4 separate regions of the Mus musculus genome follow, and regions 1, 2 and 3 are each linked to region 4. The links are chromatin contacts, called in public Hi-C and HiChIP or PLAC-seq maps. All regions are on one chromosome and are shown on one strand. The core of a region is the stretch at or near the end of the contact, and the rest is flanking DNA. Distances in the headings are between cores, read along the strand shown. Region 1 overlaps Zbtb20 (zinc finger and BTB domain containing 20). Region 2 overlaps Zbtb20 (zinc finger and BTB domain containing 20). Region 3 overlaps Zbtb20 (zinc finger and BTB domain containing 20). Region 4 overlaps Zbtb20 (zinc finger and BTB domain containing 20).

What was found. Hi-C and Micro-C count contacts between places; a contact is called where the count stands out from the background. HiChIP or PLAC-seq counts read pairs in DNA pulled down with a chosen protein or histone mark.
Region 1: an H3K4me3 HiChIP or PLAC-seq map of forebrain shows a contact between it and region 4, with 5 times the contacts expected there. The contact joins two enhancer-like sites. A contact is called at or near these places in 1 of 39 promoter capture datasets (hippocampal neurons) and 3 of 115 datasets of contacts at active chromatin or transcription factors (embryonic basal ganglia, embryonic forebrain and forebrain).
Region 2: an H3K4me3 HiChIP or PLAC-seq map of forebrain shows a contact between it and region 4, with 4 times the contacts expected there. The contact joins two enhancer-like sites. A contact is called at or near these places in 4 of 484 Hi-C or Micro-C datasets (cerebellar granule neurons, cortical neurons and forebrain), 6 of 115 datasets of contacts at active chromatin or transcription factors (embryonic forebrain, forebrain, heart atrium and 3 more) and 2 of 9 other capture datasets (adipose tissue and pancreatic islet).
Region 3: a Hi-C map of cerebellum shows a contact between it and region 4, with 1.6 times the contacts expected there. The contact joins two enhancer-like sites. A contact is called at or near these places in 6 of 484 Hi-C or Micro-C datasets (cerebellar granule neurons, cerebellum, cortical neurons and 1 more) and 3 of 115 datasets of contacts at active chromatin or transcription factors (forebrain, neural progenitor cells and stem cell-derived neural progenitor cells).

What each region holds. Positions count from the first base shown.
Region 1 is chr16:43,092,091-43,096,672 of GRCm38.p6, forward strand. The region is part of intron 2 of Zbtb20 (zinc finger and BTB domain containing 20); the gene reads left to right. Among named protein-coding and RNA genes, the nearest start is that of Gm25873, 32 kb to the right of the region's middle. Within about 2 kb of position 2,906, at least 12 of the 459 cell types and tissues checked have an H3K27ac peak or open chromatin away from gene starts, as enhancers often do. A contact at or near this core is called in forebrain, where this site is marked.
Region 2 is chr16:43,168,416-43,173,417 of GRCm38.p6, forward strand. All of the region lies in intron 2 of Zbtb20 (zinc finger and BTB domain containing 20), which reads left to right. Among named protein-coding and RNA genes, the nearest start is that of Gm25873, 45 kb to the left of the region's middle. Within about 2 kb of position 2,441, at least 15 of the 459 cell types and tissues checked have an H3K27ac peak or open chromatin away from gene starts, as enhancers often do. A contact at or near this core is called in adipose tissue, forebrain and oligodendrocyte precursor cells, where this site is marked.
Region 3 is chr16:43,188,288-43,193,330 of GRCm38.p6, forward strand. All of the region lies in intron 2 of Zbtb20 (zinc finger and BTB domain containing 20), which reads left to right. Among named protein-coding and RNA genes, the nearest start is that of Gm25873, 65 kb to the left of the region's middle. Within about 2 kb of position 3,309, at least 25 of the 459 cell types and tissues checked have an H3K27ac peak or open chromatin away from gene starts, as enhancers often do. A contact at or near this core is called in cerebellum, where this site is marked.
Region 4 is chr16:43,504,078-43,508,585 of GRCm38.p6, forward strand. All of the region lies in intron 5 of Zbtb20 (zinc finger and BTB domain containing 20), which reads left to right. Among named protein-coding and RNA genes, the nearest start is that of Gm15713, 86 kb to the left of the region's middle. Within about 2 kb of position 2,459, at least 90 of the 459 cell types and tissues checked have an H3K27ac peak or open chromatin away from gene starts, as enhancers often do. A contact at or near this core is called in adipose tissue, cerebellum, forebrain and 1 more, where this site is marked.

The DNA of each region.
Region 1 (4,582 bases), core at 1,656-4,155, 410 kb before region 4:
AACTTATTCACATTTTTTTATAGCAGATTTGTGGTGTAATCTTTTATTTAATATTTATATTTTGATTCAACTAAATTTTACATTCTGTGTACTTTCAAAATGCATTAACTCTTGTTTTTGAATGAAAGTAGCAGTTTTATTTTTTCACTTGAAATGAAAAAAAAATCCTTTTTTGTTCCATAAACTTTTTAGGAAGACAGAGTTAGCACAAAGGCAAAAAAAAAAAAAAAATAGTATTATATTGAGAACTGGAATGTTAGAATTTGCATGTCTTTCTTTAGCAGTCACTGATGTCTACTGCTTGTGACATAGGACTTCCCAAGAAAGTCTCTCGTTTACAAGAATAAATTATTATATTTTGATTGTCTAAGCAATGATTAAATCAGTGAAAGCATCATAGAATAAATCAAACCCCTAGTGAGATACTTTTAACAGCAAATACAGTTCATACGGCAATGTTAATTTTACTTACTTAAGAAAAGCACTCATCAGGAAGACCCTATAACTGAACAAATGAAATAAAAATTTGAACATTGTAATTTTTTGCAAGACACAATAACCAGGTGATAAATAAGTTTATTTGTGTCTTAAAGAGTTGGCTTCATGTAGTCATTATTAAAAGGCAATCTTTTCATATGATTTTTGTTTAACTTTAAAGGGAGCTTAGACTAAGAATTCTGATAGCCTGTGTCTTTACAATGTTTTATTTTTTAAAAAAGCAGTTACAAAGTTGAATGTTTAGCAATAAAAGAACCTTATCCGGCTTAACATGTATTTGTAACTGTTTGATGACAAGAGAGGTAAAGGATAAGGTGTACAATCCATGTCACTAATTTTTCTTTTACTTTCAAGTTAAGTTTTCATTATTATTTTTGTGTGTATGAATGTTTTGCCTACATATACAGCTGTGTATCATGTGCACGTCCAGTACCCACAGAGACTAGTAAGGGATTTTGGTACCCCTGTACTTGGAGTTGTGGATAGTTGTGAGTTGTTATTTGGGTACGAGGGATCAGTCTTGAGTCCCCTGAGAAAATAGCCACTTCTCCTCATTTCTGACCTACCTCTTTACCTCTATTTTTAATATTATTGAGTCATATGTAAACATATATAATCATATATATTTTTATATTATACCAATAACAAACTCAATGTAAAACTATTTGGGAAATTCAAAAAGTAAGAATAAGAAGAGTCAAGGTATCTTTGATATAATTATTAACTATTAGAAGAAAGAGTTATTAATATATTGGTGTTTATTTTTAAAACCATGGGCCATTGCTCACAACATATAATTTATTGGTTGTGATTTTTGTTAGCTAGCAATATAATTCAATCATGATTTTTCTATTAAATAATTTTCCCTTGTCTATTTATGTATTCCATAAATGTATACTATACCATCTTGACAATCGATTAGTTGTATACATGCAAATTAGTTACTTCTAATTTTTCTATGTTGAAAATAGAAGAATATCTTTGTATAGGTACATTAATGGACAACCCTGATAAATGAATGGTTGGTCTGAAAATTTTAGCCTTTGATGGGTTTAGAAAGGCCATTTGTGTGCATGCACACATTGATGGCTGGTCGGTACCAACCCTCCTTAAAGGGAGCTTTCTGCTCATATCACTATTGTCTGTGGGTAGAAAACTCTGTGGCCTGGAGAAAGCACTCAGTGGTTGGGGGAAGAGGGTAGAAAGTGGCCAGAAGTGAGGTCATCAAAGGTAATATTTTTGTTTCAAAACTTGTTGCATGCTGCGAAAGGCTTGAAGTATGTCCAGCTTACTTCAAAGCTAACTTGTGGTTTTTTTTTTTGTTTTGTTTTGTTTTGTTTTTTTTTTTGTTTGTTTTGTTTTTAAGCCCCGAGGGAGTGCTCACTTGGCATGGTTGAATGTCCCTGTTAGCTCAGTCAGTAGCCTGACCCCTCCAGCACCCCGGCTTCTTCTGTGATTGAGACCACTTAGTCATACTAATCATTGCATGCAGAAAATACATAAAAGATTTGTATTCATCACTCAATATGTTTTGCTGCTCAAGTGTCATGAAACATTCAGGGTGTATTAACTGGCAGATGCACACCTGGAGTATGTTCTTAGCTTTAGAAACTGCTAATTTAAAAAAATCAAATATTTAATTTTGAGGGAAAAATCAGTTTTGGATTTTGAGCATATATATCATCTTTCATTTTGGCCCAATTAACCCAGCAGGTGTGTGTAAATTAGGTCACTACTTTGTCACCGTGGTAACATGCATTGGGGAGGTGGATCTTAACCACCTCCAGCACAGGTGATGTTGGCTGAGTTAGTATTAAGAGGTGCTTTTAAAACAAACACAGAGAATTTAATATGATAGAGTGGGAAAAGGTGGTTTGACACTGGGTACTGACAGTACTCTATGACACAAAAACAAGTGCTGCCTGAAATCTCCATTAACAAGAAGGTTTAATGAGCCTGAGAATCAGAAATGTTGTGTGAAACTTACTCAGAGTCTCTCTGAAAGGACAGATGCTATAGTACCATGAGGTGATGAGTTTGTTGTTTCTCATGAAACAAGGGATTTGGGGATCAGTTGTAAGGCCTCTAGAAGTTAAAACTGGTTTCAGAAATAAGTCTTGGTTTTGAGAATGTCTCTGAGTGTCTGGAATCTAGTCAAAACCTAGAGGTGTTGTTTCGGTTTTTGTTTGCAACGAGAGGGTCTGATTCTTTCTTTTGTGTGCTCTATTTTAATCAATATTCATAGTTGCTCATGGGGTAAAGCATTGGCAGAGTTGGTCTCTGCCAGCACCCCAGCACTGATACTGTCTCTAACTCCGGCGTCCCACCAGGTGGAAAATCAGACATGCCTCAAGATCGCATGTAGTGCCTGTGCAATCTGTTTGGCTGTCGAAGGCTCCAAATCATGTGGGCATTCTGCAGCCCTACAGAGTGATAGAATTTCCTCACTTATCACTGACAAGTTCACACCTCTTTTGGTCATTAAAATTGTAAATGTGTATTATCAAGATGCTAAAAGCAGGCTGATGATATACAACCCACTTCTAAGGAAATGTGTCTTCCTGGGCAGTTTGAGCTCCTGCTCACTGATGCTGCTGTCCCCACCTGCCTTTGCTGCTCCATATGTTATTTTATAGCTTTCAGTTGCCCTTCTGTCCTGCCCAACGTTTGTATTACTTATTGTAATTGAAGCATTTTTATTCCATTGATTTTTGATAATATTTTTCCAGTGGCATTTAAGAAACTTGAATTCCCTTTGCGTTTTCTTTTTTTTTTTTTAACTTGGTTGTGACCACAGCATTATTGCTTATTTTGTATGTTTTCAATAGTTAATATTTATAAAACACTGAGCAAACTCTCTGAGATTGCTTTCTATAATCTCCCTTTCTGTGAATCAAGAATGAGAGTTACTAAGAGAAGAGACACAGCAAGTCACCTTCTCAGAATGTTAGTGTATTTACTAGGTGGGAGAGTCAAGGGTCTGTGATTTTCAGGTTTGTTTCTCTTTTTCATTACCCAAGAGCCCTGCAGGCTTGGAGACTCACAAAGGGACACCAGGGCTGAGTGGGGGAGCAGTTGCCTCAAGTGCTCTTTACTTAGAAGATGTCTTGCATGGACGTCCTCCTTACGTTCAAGTCGTCTTCCCATTAACTCCCCAGTGGAGTTGGAAACCATTTATTTTGAAGAAATGTTTATTACAAAAAAGCCCTGAAGTCTTAAGGAAATCTATTAACCTGGTAAGATAAGAAAGAGCCTGTATTGTACACTTAAGAACAGCCTCCCACATTCTAAGACCTGGTCCATTCAGGAGAAAAGTGAATGTCAGTACAAATGATTGGAATGGAAATTTTACCAGAGCAGGATCCCAGCCTGTTCCAGACATGGGATACCAAACAAAATACAAGGATTGAGTTAGCAAATCTAATAAAACTAATAAAGGAACTTATGATAGAATCAGGGAACTTGGACCCAAATTGAGGTAACCAAGCAGGGGGTGGGGTACAGACATTTGAAGAGAGGAGTTTCTTTCATTGTTTGATGAAATAATTTTTACCCCCTTTAAGTAGCATGTTAAAAAAGAAAGAGAGGTTGGTGTGACTGAGACAAAGAGCTCACAGTCACAGAACTGGTTGGTTTTATACCTTCCTTTACTGAGCATTGTCCTTCAGTACAATGCAGAGCCATTTCTTTGTTCTCACAAGCTAGCAGTTAAATTGTATGTAAATGTATGCAAATTAGATGCTGTCTAATAAAGAAAGTCATTAGATGGAAGAAATATTTAGTTTAGAAAAAAAAGCAGGTGTATTGTGTAAAAGAAAATGTAACACTACAAAAAAGCCCAAAATTCTGTGGACAGTTATAGGAAAAAATTATTAAAATAGATTTTTAAAGACTTACGTCTTCTTGACCTTTCCTTTGTGCTTATATATGTGTGCTTGTTTTTAAAATATTTACATATAAAACTAGAGGACTGGCTTCTTTCCCAGAATTACTGGAAGCACCTTCACCAGGAACATTTGGACTTGAATAATCTCCACAGCAGCATTTTTCCTTGAATTAAATGAAATGCAGAATGAACTATTTT
Region 2 (5,002 bases), core at 1,191-3,690, 340 kb before region 4:
GTTACTGGAATGTCGACCTGGAGACCCCAAAGATCTTCTGAAATCTTATGTATACAACCCATAGAACAAGATGACTACAAGTGAAAGGTTTGGGTTTTTTTTACATCTTTATATCTGTATTGAAGTAGAAGATCTGGATTCCATAATGGAGTCCAATTTATGCTGAAGCAGACTATGTTCTCCAAGCAATACTTGATTTTATTTTTGAAGACTGGAGAACTCATAAAAGCCCAAGAGCACCCTCTAGTGAGACTTTTGTGATAGGCCTAGGGACTTCCTCTTGACCTTCACCATCCCTTTCTAATGACCTTTAATTTTCCAGTGTGTGCACCCTGGCTTCCTACTGTCTGGCCTTAGTGATCAGCAGATCCCAGCGAAGGCGGCAAGCTTGGAAAGTGTCTCCGAGTGAAAGGGCTAGGACCTGGGGTCCATCGTTCTCATGGCTTTGTTTTCACTCATAAAAGACCAGTCAATGGCCAACTAACTTTATTGTCTGTTAAAATGGTTTTCAGAACTAGTTAAGGGAACATAAGCAATAGAAGTCTGTAAATCATTTGTACTCTGAGATCTGCTATAATACAGCCAGGAGCATTTTTGTATTTCCAATATGAGGAATATGGCCAAGGTTATTAAGGTGATTTGGGGGGATGACGACCATGTGAGGAGTAGATAACAAAACTCTAGATTTGACCAGAGTATACCATATACATTTATTTAATGATTAAATTGAATTTTATAAATAATTGATGAGCATTGAAAAATAAATACTTCTAAAATGTAAAGAATGAGTAAATATAATTATATATGTACTCTTGTATTTTAGAAAGATGAATATAAAGAGACTGTCTTAACTGTGTTAGTTTGAGCTGTGAATATGTCATTCACTTAGATTAGTAACTGTTATATAACAATTGATACAAGGTTAATTATTACTTGAATTTATAAACAAGTTGACATAAAGTGCCACCGTTGGAAGGGAACTTAGAGATCTAGATCTTTCCACTTCAGACAAACAGAAGCAAAGCCCTGGTGTACCTAAATGTTAAGCAACTTGGCAAGATGGTTCAAGTGGATAATGGCAGTATTGGGCACAACAGAGACTCCTTGTGCTCATTTTAGTGTCCATATGCTACAATAGCCCCATTATTAAAGAGGCTGTAATGTGATCACATACGCTCATTCTCACTGATTTTGGACAATTCTTCATGCTTAGAGTGAAAGTGTGTGTCTTACTAGTCCCTCTCTTACTCTGTCTCCACTCTTGTATAAGGGAATAAGTTACTTTCTGGGTTGCTTCCAGACAGGAGATAAATCCATGGTTATGTAATGAGATCTCTTTATTCTAGAAACACTGTGCCACACTGTTTACTTGTGACTGACCCTTCAGTCAGATTAATATTCTAGAATTACTAGAAACTGTTCCTGTGAGACTCTGCTTCTGATTCATGTGTTCTGATAGTTTTATCTGTTAGTGTTCACAGAAGTATTATATAATCAAATTTTAAAAGTAATGGGGAAAGCTGTTGGCATTCATTAAATTCAGTGTCTGTGTTGAATGTTCTTATCTAATTTGGGAAGAAAACAAGGTATTCTTGGAATTATCCAACAGAAATCAGATCAATAACTCTTTTAAAAAGACTTTTAGGTATATGATCTGATTTCTTGAAAATAACCAAACTGTTTAGCATACTTATTTTACTTTAGTTTTAGGAAATAACCATTCTCTTTGTGTATTTGTGCTTTAAAATTACTGTACAAGAATTGGCATTTTGGCAAAATGTATCCCATAGTAGTTTAGCAGGAGTCTGTGCTCCAGTCAATTCTCAGTTCATTACCACAGTTTACATCTTGGCTTTAATAATTAAGACTTAGTTATAATAGTCTTAATAGCTATGCCTTTCACCATTGCTAATGTTTGGGAGATGAGATAACTATATGTGGTAAATCAAGGCACAATGTCTTAATTTCAATTGTAATAAAATATAGCTAATTTAGTGAACTTCATTTTCATTTCTTTGCCTGCTAAACAATTCCTCCAATGTAGTGGGATTTGTTTTGTTTGTTTAAGAATATAAAGTGAGTGATATTATACATATAATATCACTTCTAGTGCTAGAACTGATAATGGCTATCAAGGAGGCCACCCTCTTTGACTTTTAGATGAACAAACTGACACTATACAAGAAAAAGGTATTGGAAATGTGTGATTTTATAACTTGAATTTCAGCAATAGGTATATTGTTATTTTCCTAAATATAGTTGACTCTGGAGAAACAACTATTCAGTTTTACAGGTACTCTGACCCAAAAAACTAACCAACATTGTGTTTCTATGTCTAGACTATACACACTACATTAAGCCTGGTCACATGCTAGCACAGTGCAGCATGTCTGCCTGGCTGGCTTTCTAATTCTTGTCAGTTCACAGTGATGTTAAAGACCACATTGAAACCGTAAGTGACTACTGTTAAGTCTATTTCATCATTAGCTGCAAGTCTAAACAGTCACAGTAATGAGGCGGCATGGACTCTGCATGGTCTACTAAATATTTTTAGGAAGTGGAAACCCCTTCTGGAGTTCTGAGAGAAACATCACTACGAAAATGCCTTTAAAAGTACTCCAGCATAAACACTGCAGTGGAACATTTCATTAGCTTTTCGAGAACAATAAAGAAATGTGGAGCATAATAGGCTAATATGTTTAAGTGGCCTTGGTAGAACCCTACTTAACTCAGTGGGATTTTCTGCAGCATGCAGAGGTGAAAAACCATTGCCTATATATGCATTTTGTAAGACTGCCTTCTTCCTCATTGCATGCAGTGTATATCAAAGAGAAGTGACTTTCTGTCTGTAATTCTAAAATGAAGAAAATCTCAAAGGACACATTTTAGAAGCATCAATATTTAGGTGGGATGATCAGCAACCAACAGGCTAGCTTTTGGCATCCTGGATTATTGCAAGATAGAGAAGGAATAAATTGAATATTAGCATAGCCCAGCCTCCTAGAGCTTCCATTGCTATCAGAGATATAAGATCCTAAAATACACAAGAAAAAGACATGATGTAAGCCAAATCTTATTGGTTATAAATTACAAAGTCTAATTCAAGTAATGAAAAATTATTTTGCTATTTACACTTTAATTCTATCCTGCCAAAAACTTGAATGAAGTAAAATGATAATTTAATAAAAAACAAAGTGGTAATTTTTTAATGGTTTTATTAGGATTCACGTAACTACACTGAATGCAGCGCTGGCCTTGCAGTATGATCTTCTGCCAATACCTTTAGCTCTTGGAGCGTCTGCTTTCTCTAATATAAATTGGGACTCATTAGTCCTAGGGACACTGTGATCTTTGTAATTTGATTAAGCTTTTAGGGAAAAATGTAAATTCAGCATACAATTAAAATGTTTTAAGAAAGTTCAAAAAGACCTACATGAGAACAAATTAAAAGTATTAAGTATTTTCCTTTATGTAAATAAATTATCATTAAAATTCATTGAAAAGTCAGAATCCGTGTTCACATGACATTGAATTAGTGATACAAAGAAAAAAACTTTTGAATGACAGATAGCTTGAGTGGCTGAGACAGCGTATTTAAGCTGTTACGTTTGTTTCCCTTACTGTCAAACCCTATCTTCAAAAAGCTATCAACTAGTTATATTGATAGATGGAATCTGTCCTTCAATTCCAGGATGTGTTTTCTATCAAATGTTCTCTTCTTTGGTTGTTGGAGTCTATATGCAAAATAACATATAAACACAAATGTAAAACCCAGCTGTAATTGTTGCTAGCAGTTGGGGACATCATAAATTCCTTCAGAAGTAAACTTGTATTGTAAATATCACCAGAGCCACTCTGTAGGAGTGTGAAAACTCTAAACAAAACTTAGTGAAGACAGTGCATGTGGCTCTTCCTCCGCCAGAGGATCGTTTCCTAGCTACCCTACATGCTCCAGTGGAATCTCACAAAAGGCTCCAGGCTCTCCAAGTTAATCCAACAAAGAATCAAGTGGGTTTATTTTAAAATTTACCCTTAAATATGTTTGCTAGTTTTGAAATTCTGATTTTGTGCTTTGCTTGTGTAATTCAAAAACAGCTTTAGTTTAAAAACAAAAATTGGCAAAAATACTAGTGCATTATGTGTTTTAATCACGTATGGTGTTTTGAAAACGACTCAAAATTGAGAAAATTATTTCATTGTAATTACAGTTCAAATGCATGGATTTTCTTTCTCATAAATTGTGTAAAATAAAATAAAAGCAACAGACTTCTTAAATGAGTAGTATATAAATAATGAATTATATAATTATTCTATAATAAGTACAACAGCTATATAGGTGACATAATTTTTTGTTGTATGTGTTTATATCCTTTATTTAAGGGGATTTGTACTTTCCTTTCATATTAAAAATTTTAAATTATGCATAGTTCTTAGAAAATTTTATCCACTGACATGGTTAATATTCAAGCTCTATTATCAGTCAGCCAGATTTTTCTCTTTTATGGAGTTCTTTGATTGTTCCTATAAGAGCTTCTTTTTTTCTTTTCTTGGTAATATATAAACATAGAAAGAGAAGTTTCTTTGGCTCATATTACACTCATGAGACAATGATGATGCCGAAGTTCTTTTCATAATCAGGACCTTTGTAGAGATTGCCCAGGTATTCTTAGCCAAAATCTCTCTCTCATTGTACACTACTCCAGGGCAACATGTGGTGTGCCAGCTGGATGCCCTCCCTACATGCCTCAGGTGGCCACATTTCAATGGTGCCTATAGAGCACAGGCCAAATTCTCATTCTCTGTGTTAATCAGTGGGAGAATTCCCATAGAAAAAGGGATAGAAGCATATTTCAGGAAAACTCTAAGAGATTAGCCAGATGATTAGGCCAGGACATTTTAAGTTCAGATTTTATGTAGAATTTCTATGGCATTATTTTAGTTGACTGAAGAATGCTAGAAAATCTAAAGATATTTCAAATTAAAAATATCTTTTTATTACCCT
Region 3 (5,043 bases), core at 2,059-4,558, 310 kb before region 4:
AAAAATTGGAAGTAAGAAAATGGAAAATGAGTTTGAAATGCATGAAATTTTCAATAAAAATGTGCCTACAGAAAAAGAATAAATTGATAACTTGAACTTCAACAAAATTAAGAATTTGTGAGTTTCATCATAGAAATCAGATGATAAAACACAGATAAAAAAACAGACACAAGATTTTTAATAGATTGACAAGTCATCCTTTTAACATAATTGTTATGGTTATTTATAAATCATAAATTATCTCATAATATATTTGGAAATATTCCATGGTATGATAAAAAAATCCATTTTAAACTGTCAATATTTTGAATATATATTTCCCTGAAGAAGAAATAGAAAGTGCCATAAAAACAGGAAAAGATGCCCAACATGATTAAACGTAGGGAAAAGTAAATTTAAACCAGAAGATACCAATTCATACTCCTGTGTTAGTTATAGTTCTGCTTTTTAAGGCATTTACAATATCCTTTAAGATACAGAAAATAGAACCATCCAACCCAGCTAGTGTGAGTGCAACATTGAATATTTTATTTCAAGTATGTAGTAAATTTCTTAACAATGAAAATAAATGAAATCTGAGAGCCGAATAATTCCACCTCTCAGTGCATTCCAAAGATATATATATATATATATATATATATATATATATATATATATAATTTGTATAGAATATATATGTTTCAGCTGACAAATTGACATAAAAATGTGATGCACTATATAAACTCCATTCAGCAGCTAAAATATATGGAGGCAATCTGAACTGTGACAATTTCTTAAACTGTATTGTGTTTATTGTTGAATAACTATGAATGTACTAAAAATTATTGATAGTAAGGATAATATGTTATGGGTAGTTTTGATTGTCTTTTTGACACAATGTAGAATCACCTTGGAAATGAGTCTCAATGAGAAATTCCCTAGATTAAGTTGGCCTGAGGTTATTCCTATGAGGGATTTTCTAAATTTGTGTCCCTGGGGTTTACTGTGAATTTGGACTGTACTATTCTTGGGTTGGGCCCCAGGGTTAATGCAGTCTAGAGTGCCTGTAGTGTTAGCATGCATGTATTGATTCGTGGTTCCTGTCTGTGGATGAACTATGACTAGCTACTTCAGGTTCCTGCTCCTTCGTCTTCCCTATGATAATGGACTGTAATTTGGGATTGTAAGCTAAATGAACCCTGTCTTTCTAAGTTGATTGTGTCAGTGTTTTCTTTCCCAGGAACAGGAGATGAAAGTCAGACATATGTTCTATAAGTTATGCTATTATATAGTGCTAAGATAAAAGTGTTTATTAAAAGTATAAAATGGCGGTTATCTCTTAACCCAGTAACCAAGGTTACCATCCTCAGTTATGTGTCATGTTGACAGCATGCACTGCCTAATATTATAATAATAAATCTTTTTGTATGCAATTTGGTAAGTCATAATTCCAGTTTATTCATGAAAAAGTACTAGCAAGTATTAGTTCAATAACTGAAAATAATGAAAAACAAGCAAAAAAAGACAAAGACCAGAGAAACTATGGACACATGGAAAAGCCATGCAGTTGGACATTCGGAATGGGATTCTTGGAATATAAGAAAGATAATCATGGAAGAGCTGATATTACTTGACATCAATAGACCATTTACTAACATTAAAGAATCGTTTTATTTCAGGTGTGAAAAAAGTCAGTTATGTTTACAAAAAGTTACCTTTTAGGGATCATAGTAAATCCTCAATGGGTGAGTGATATGCTATCTGGCATTGCCTTGTAAATGATCTGGTAGAAGAAACACTGGCAGAGACGAGGTGGAAAATGTGTGCGCGGGCAGTACGTGCATGCAACCCCCTCACTGTACATTTTACTCTCCATGTGTTCAAAATTTTCCATAACGATTTTTTCAAAAGGAAAATTCAACTGAAAAGCAAATTTCTCTATTAACATTCTATGCTGACCACAGTCACTCACATCATGTGTCTTTCAAGAGTCAAGTATGTACAGTGTCAAAGTTAATAAGCCGTAAAAGATCTACTGAACATGCAAAAATAACCCAAGCAAAGATTAAAATCAGGGCCAAATACTCGGGAGGACATTAGGACAAGTGCTTGGGTTAACAAACCTCCTAGCTGGGGTTCTGCTTGTTTTTCCCTTGAAGCTCTGGGGCCTACTCATAAGTGGATGGATATCTCAATGCCTATCTATGTGAGGATTTGGAAATGAGGTAGACTGTGGTTAGAAGACACCTTTGTTCCTGTTCAGTGCTGGGACCCAAGGGGTTTCACCACTCTGTGGTTTTGCTGTTTGAGTAAGGGCTTTGTGTGTGGCCTTGTGACTTGTAGAGTGGTCAGATGCCTCATTTGCTGCTTCTTAGAGTCTGTAGAGCATGTAGTGCAAAGTACTGCGCTGTTTCACTGAAGGCTGTGTGCAGAAAGAATCCTTCTCCAGGACTTCCTGATTTACACTGACCCCACTGTATCATTGGCTACTGACTCTACTCTCTAAATCCTCATAGTTTTACTCTTCTTAGAACATTTGCCAACAGTGTTCATGTCACTATTGCCTAAGATTCATTTTTTAAAAGAGTTTAGAAACTGATGTGTCAGGAGAAATTCTTATTCACAACACATGCTTCGTAGATCTGTTTTTAAGGTGGATTTAGATCTATCTTTAAGGTAGATTCCATGCACAGTTGTGAACATGAAAGCTGGAAGATGAAAAGCAGAGGAGGGCAGCTCTAATACCCTCTTCTGATTTTTCTGCTCCTCCATCTCAGTGTGTCCTCAGAGTTTTGCCCTTTGCTTAATGATCTGCCTTCAAGCAATTTCTACCTAATATTGCGCCCTACTGCTAACTGACAGAGCTAATAGTTTGTTCATGTGGCAATGAAGAGGAGCAGTATTCATATCAAAGACAACTGGTCCCACTTCCAGGTCCATCTTTGGGCCAAGATACGTAGTCGCCAACAGTGAGTTGGCGACTGTATTTTTCGAGTCCTGGCGCAAAGCAAGATCCATCTGTTTTGCCCAGCCGTTTGCCTGAGTACCACAGAACAGTCCTGTTATTAGGCTTATTTGTGGTCCTATTTGAGGTTAGGCATAATGTAAATAAACTTCAGTCCTCCTTGTGATGAATGCAGCCCAGGAATTAAAAGTGGTGGTATTGGGAGTGTAAGTGGGGCTGTGTCTGCTTGCTCACTGCTCTGCTTTCTTTGCATGGAGAAAGAGACATTTAAGAATGAGTTTGTCATCTGGAAGGATAGTTGTGACCAAGTTTCCCTCAACAGGATACAAGATGTTATTTTTGAGCTTCATTACCCTCACCAGAGAGAGGGAGAGAGAAAGAGACAGAAATGGAGAAGACAGCCAGTCAGAGAGGCCAGGGAGGGAGGGAGGGAGTGTGTGACTTCATGCGTCTCTTCACAGTGGACTTTATGAATTTGAATGGTTTCCTTTACTCCACATCTGCTGGGTTGAGGAAAAGGGAATCTGACAGAACTGAACTGCTGCTTCTCAGTTAAATCGGCTAAGTGTGTCTATTTGATCTGATTCCACTCACCTTTCCTGCTCCAAGCCACACAATGAGTCTGTTTCACTGGCCACATTTTGTTGGTGAGAACAATACCAGGTGGGATTCAGATTTATCTAGAAATGGACATTTTTTGTGTTTCTGAATCATTTATCAGGGGTTATTGTTATTCCATATAATTTTTGAGCACAGTTATTTTTGTCAGTGTCTTTCATGAATGTTTGGTTGCCTTATAAGGATCTCTGTGCTCTCCCCTCCTCTCATTCAGTTGTCCCTGGTGACGCCTCCATAATTTCTGTCTTTACACTGGTGCATTTTTAGTCTAATTCAGGCATTTGGGAAGCAGAGGGAAAGTTTAGTAAGTCAGTCAGTATTTTTTTTCTAAAATCTAATCCCATTCATGGGTGGTTTTAGTATGAATTATGAGCAAGTTTGCATTTAAAATGTATGTACATCAAATAGACACATTGCTCAAATTATTCTTCCATATATTTCAAAGAAAAACAGGATCTGCAAGTGAGAACCAGATGCATTTTCTAATAATAGGTGCAATTTCAGGGGTGATTTATGATTATGATCTCTTATGTGGAAATATTAAAATATTACTTTGCATTATGTGAGGGTCAGACATAAACCTACAACAATCAGGGCAAAAATATATATTTAAAATACTGCAGTATAGTAAAATAAGGAAGATAATTATGATAGCTCCATTTAACATTTTAAAATACCTTTTTCTAAATACTTATGTGTTAGTTATTTGAAGCTAAAAATAGGAATGACTTAATGTAGTATATATGTGACTCTTTTATTGCTAGTACTTGTAGAGGATGATGTTGGAAGAAAAGATTGAAAAAGAAACAGTAGGATGTTTTAAGCCCAAAGTTGTGGGATACAATTGAGAACTGAATGTTTGGACTCTTAATTTGAAGATTAAAGGTTTTTTTTTTAAGCAGACATTTAAACCAGGATGTCTCAGTCATAATTTTCAACCCTTATGACCTTCCCATGTTACATTGGTGACAGGATGGTACACAAAGTACAGTATGATGTGCAGTGGGGCACAGGCAGCCCCTAATGCAGTGCGGTAGGCATTTTGCAGTTTGTGTTGCTAACTCAATTGGTTTACCTCTAATTTGCAGCCTTGCCCCATAAGTAAATCATCTGAAACCACCTATTAGTGTTTTTCTAATTTCTCTCAGTCATAATTTTCCTTTAACCTGTATATTCAATCCATCGATATCCCCATATTGACCTATGATTGTAATGGTTTCCCTACTCTTTGGGTTGTGAAGTTCTTCTTTGGGATGTTTCTTTTTCCTCTAAATTGCTTGTATTGTAAATAAATTCACTGTAGGAAATGTCTACCGATACCACAATGCAGCCCTTTACATGGAGGGAGATTTGTTTTTTTTTTTTTTCAGAATTACCTTTGTTTCATCTCTAGATCCTTTTATTTTCATTAAGAATCCCAGGGAAAAGGTTTTTTTTTTCCCTCTCTCTTGCTCGCTCTCTCTTTCTTTCTTTTTCCCCCT
Region 4 (4,508 bases), core at 1,209-3,708:
AGAAAGAAAGAAAAAGAAAAAAAAACGCTGCTTCCTATGTCTGCTAAAAGGAAGCTCCAATTTCTCCTCTCTCTCTCTCTCTCTCTCTCTCTCTCTCTCTCTCTCTCTCTCTCTCTCTCTCTCTCTCTCTCTCTCTCTCCCCTTCTCCCTCTCTGTCTCTCCCTCTCCCCCATCCGTCTTCCCCTCTCTCTTCTTTTTTTCCTCTTCTAACCAGACAGCGGGAGGGTTCCTGGCTCCCAGCCAGCCCAAAAGCCTCTAAGTGTTTTGCACTTGTTTCAGGGAGTAGCTGCCCGGGGATTTTTCAGCATTTTCACTGGAGAACAAAGAGTTCTTTACAAAGGGAAGGGGGGGCTTAATGTCTGATATATGTTTTTCTATTTTTATTAGTTTTTTTGCCTAAAAAAGAAAGAGTCAGGAACAGAACATTACTCTATAAAAACACAAAGACATTCAAAAGAAAGCTAGTTATCTTTTCTCTCCATCACCCCTACATATATACATGAAAAATTAAAAGGAATGACTAATTAAGTTGGCTGTGTTGCTCTTTTCTCCTCCTCTAGTCTTTCTAAATTCAACTGCTCCTCTGCCCGCTTTGCTGTTCTTTCCCTACTCACTGCAAAAGTTGCTCAGGGTGCATCTTCCCTTAGCATGTCTGTTCCATTTTTGTGTCCCTGAAATCTTGTGGAAGAAAGAATGAGAGTCCATCAAATAATTGATTTAGGGGCAAGAACATCCTCTACTTTTGCCACTTTTTTGGGTAAAAAGTTAATTATGGAATTGGAGCTCCCAAAATACCAGTGGGGTACATCAGCTCATTTGATCTCCCAAGTTTTTGCATCCATCTGTGTAAAGGGCATCTCTGTGTCACTTGTCAGTTATAAAGGAGAGGTAGTAAGGGAGTAGGTGTTTATATTTTGTTTCTATGATATAAATTACCAAACTCCCAGAGACATTACTTGTCCCATCTATGATATATTAGTTCAAGCAAAATGTAGTCTAGACGGAGGTTTTCTCAACAATTCTGATTGCCATGTAGCTTTGTATTCTGTTTGATGTTTTGCCTATGCGTATGTATTTCCACTATGAATTTGTGTTTGTAGTAAACATTCTAGAATGCTTATCACTTTCAAATTAATCCTCTAACAAAAGAAAAGAGAAATCAGGACGGGAACTGTATGAGCAAAGTATAGTAAACAGTTTATCTTTTAATACATGCTGTACATTTTATATTTTTATACTAATATCCTTAACTTATAATCCCAGGGAAATGCTTTCTTTCTGAAAGTTCTGCTCTTAATGTGTTTATATTTTGAGTGTCGTTTGGTAATCATTTGAGGTACATAATGGACACTAAACTGAGCAGAGGGGAAATAGCTACAAGCGCCACCACAAAACCCTGAAAATGCAGACTAGGCTGAGCACCTAAGTGTGGCTCAGAGGGAAACAACTACAACAGTTGTCCACGAGTCAGAAACTCTCTCCTCCTCTTCCTCCCATTTATGGAAAAATAAAACTCATTCATTATCCCTGGGGCCGGACACTATAAGAAAAACTAGAGGTACATATATTTTCCCATGTGTATGAACTGTACGTCTATCTGTGTTTCTAAAGGGCACAGTGCTTATGGGGCAGAGGGCAACGCCTCACTAGTCAGCCCTCCTGGCTGGGAGGGCTGAATGCCTTGTGTTTGAAGTAACTTGATAACAAGGGGTCTTTTCGGGAACCCGTCTATGTGTGTGCTCCTTCAGTAATGACCCTCAAATTAAGCCTGGCACTGGGTGGCCAAGCTAGTACTTGACCTCATGGGAAGATACTAGAAGTAAGGGAAGTCTGGGCAAATCCAAAATTTCTAGGGCCGGTCACTTGTCACAGTTGCATGTTTTCTTGCGGGAAATTCTTGAATTCCACTCAAAAGTCTATATTTTTGTAGAATTTGTAAACGATCCTAAAATGAAAGTCACTCACCAAAAATAAAAGAAACTAAGTCTTTAAAAAGTTTTAGCTTAAAGGCAAGAGGCTTGGGGATTTTTTTCTGCCCTTGCTCCCCACCCCAGCCCCCACACATACTTTGCTTGGTTTCTTTTTCTTTTCTTCTCTTTTTTTCCCCTCTCCTGAATCCTTTTGTTACTGCAGCTGTTGTACCTGCATATTTGGTTTGTGTGTGTGAGTGTCCTCTCCTCACCCTTCATCTCTCTCCCTGTCTGCTGTTTGGGGTGGCCAGAGGATTTTCTGAGAGGGACAGAGGGAGGACTGGAAGAGGAAGAGGCTGTTGCTGAATGCAGCAGTACCCCCCCCCCCAAGTCAGGCAGCCCCGTCAGCTAGCTGTGCTGGGAGAGTACAGTGAGAGGTGATAGCTGTCATTCTGGGATTCTTCGTAGGTCTGACCTGAGAGTAACACACTCAACAGTCGAGGAGAAAGGGGAACATAGAGGAGGAAGAAAGAAACGCTCTTTGAGCTGGAATACACTGGCCCTTTCTTCCTGGAGGCAATCCGCTCTGGTTCTTGGCGACGTGTCCTGCACTATCAGATATCATATGACTTTTTATTTAGATTTCTTTTTGGAGAATGGCCTGTTAGGACTCTGTTTGTTTTCTTTTATTTAATTTCCTTCTCCCTTCACCCGCTAGTTTTGTGTATCTGTGTGTCAGAGTGTGTGCACGCATGCATATGTGTGTGCAGTTTTTATCTTTGTTTTTGTTCTGTTGATCGGATGCTTTATTTAAGGACAAAGCTTTAATTATTTCAGTATAGTGGTTTAATCATTTGCCAAAAAGAAACCTCATTCCAGGCTTTTGGGGGCTTGGGGTCCATTTTTAAACACATCCATTAACCCAGGAGGCTGCAGCTCCTGATGCCTGCTGGTCAGACCTTGGCCCACTCCCCCACCCTCACTTACCCCTCCTCCTCAGCAGCGTGCACAGCAGCGTGAGGTAGGAAACACCTGTGCGGAGTTGTGAGGGAAATAAAAGTAGAGGCAACTTCTTCAAATCTGGGCTCCTGCTTTCACTTTAATAAACTTTTTTTTCCGATCTTTGATTTTTTTTTTCTTTTCTTTTTGGCACCCTCTGTTGAGCTTGAAAACATCAGAGATAGTTAAGGATATGTCCGTGGCGCTTTTGTGAGGCCAGCTGAGCACCACTGGAAAGTGGAGCAGGAGTTGCAATCTATTCAGAGACTTAAGATTAAGTAAGAGATTTAAATAAGGTCTTTGAGATCTGTGCGCTGCTCGGTCAGGGTTTGGTGATAGGTGGTAGATGGGGTATTTAGGGTATTCAAGGCAGGGAGAGAGAAAATCCCAAACTGGAGAAAGACGAGCAGTTTTGCTGCAATTAGTACTTTTAAAACCTTAACTCAATCGAATTTTTATTTTATGTATCTCAAAATTTAGCTGACCAATATGTGATCAGCTATCTTTCCATGCTTGCTGTGCAATTATACTGACAATTCTTGCTGAATTTACCCTATAATTTCATGTATTTTTTTAGTTTTGGAGAGTTCAGATTTTAGTTAGAAAAAAAAAAAGCATAACTTCTCTCGATATGCCTAAAGTGGTCTATACATTATTCTTGCCATACTGAACATACTAGATTCTGATTGTATGTGTATGTTTTTGTGTTACAACACACAAGACTGCCTTAAAGACTCAGGTGACCGCTACATCCTTCAGACCTGTAGATTTTAGCTTCTTGTTACTTGTTCTGAAATTATTTTTCATGGACCTTTAATGTGCAATGTCTTTTTTTTTTATAACCAATTGTGAGTTTTGTTGAAACTTGAAGAGAAATTTATTCCACCCCTTTAAGAGTACCCAAAAGGGAAGGGAGAACTATTCTCTTTCAGCTCAAAAAAAAAATTTTTTTTAGAAACCTTTTTCCCCCAACGGAAAACTCCAAAACAGCTCTGTCTCAGAACGTTAAACTTGGCATGGGTAAGAAATGTGAGTTTTGCTTTGTTTGAGGAAATTTGTTTTCGAGACAACAATGTTATAAATATTTTTAAATTGCCTGCTGAGCATGCGCTGTCTCTGACTTTATTCATAGTTTTAAATACACACCAATGCAATCTTCTGAATGGCCACAGGTAAGGCTGTCGGTTTGTGGGATTCTTCTCTGAGGCACCTTCAGTGAGTCTCCTCAGTTTTCCAGAAGGGAAAGGGGCAGGAGCTGAGCTCAGACCTGGATACCCTTCTAACTATCCTAGAGAAAAAGTGAATTGCCCTCTAAGGCTTGCACACTGTACTTAGGGTAAGTACTATTCAACTTTTCTTTCCTGTATGAGTTGCCTGCCTTAACTTTCTGGCTTATTACTAGCAGAGTAAATGGGGAAATTTTTTAACTCAAGGAGGAATTTGCCTGAAACAGAAGATTTGCAGATTTAAGGGCATCTATTGTGCATAAATTTAGGGATCCGCGAATTTGCCAGTAAAATGCTAGCAGCTCAGTGCTTACAGAGCAAAGATGTGCTAGTCTGAACATGTCTGAGCTCATCTGGAATCGAAAGCTAAATC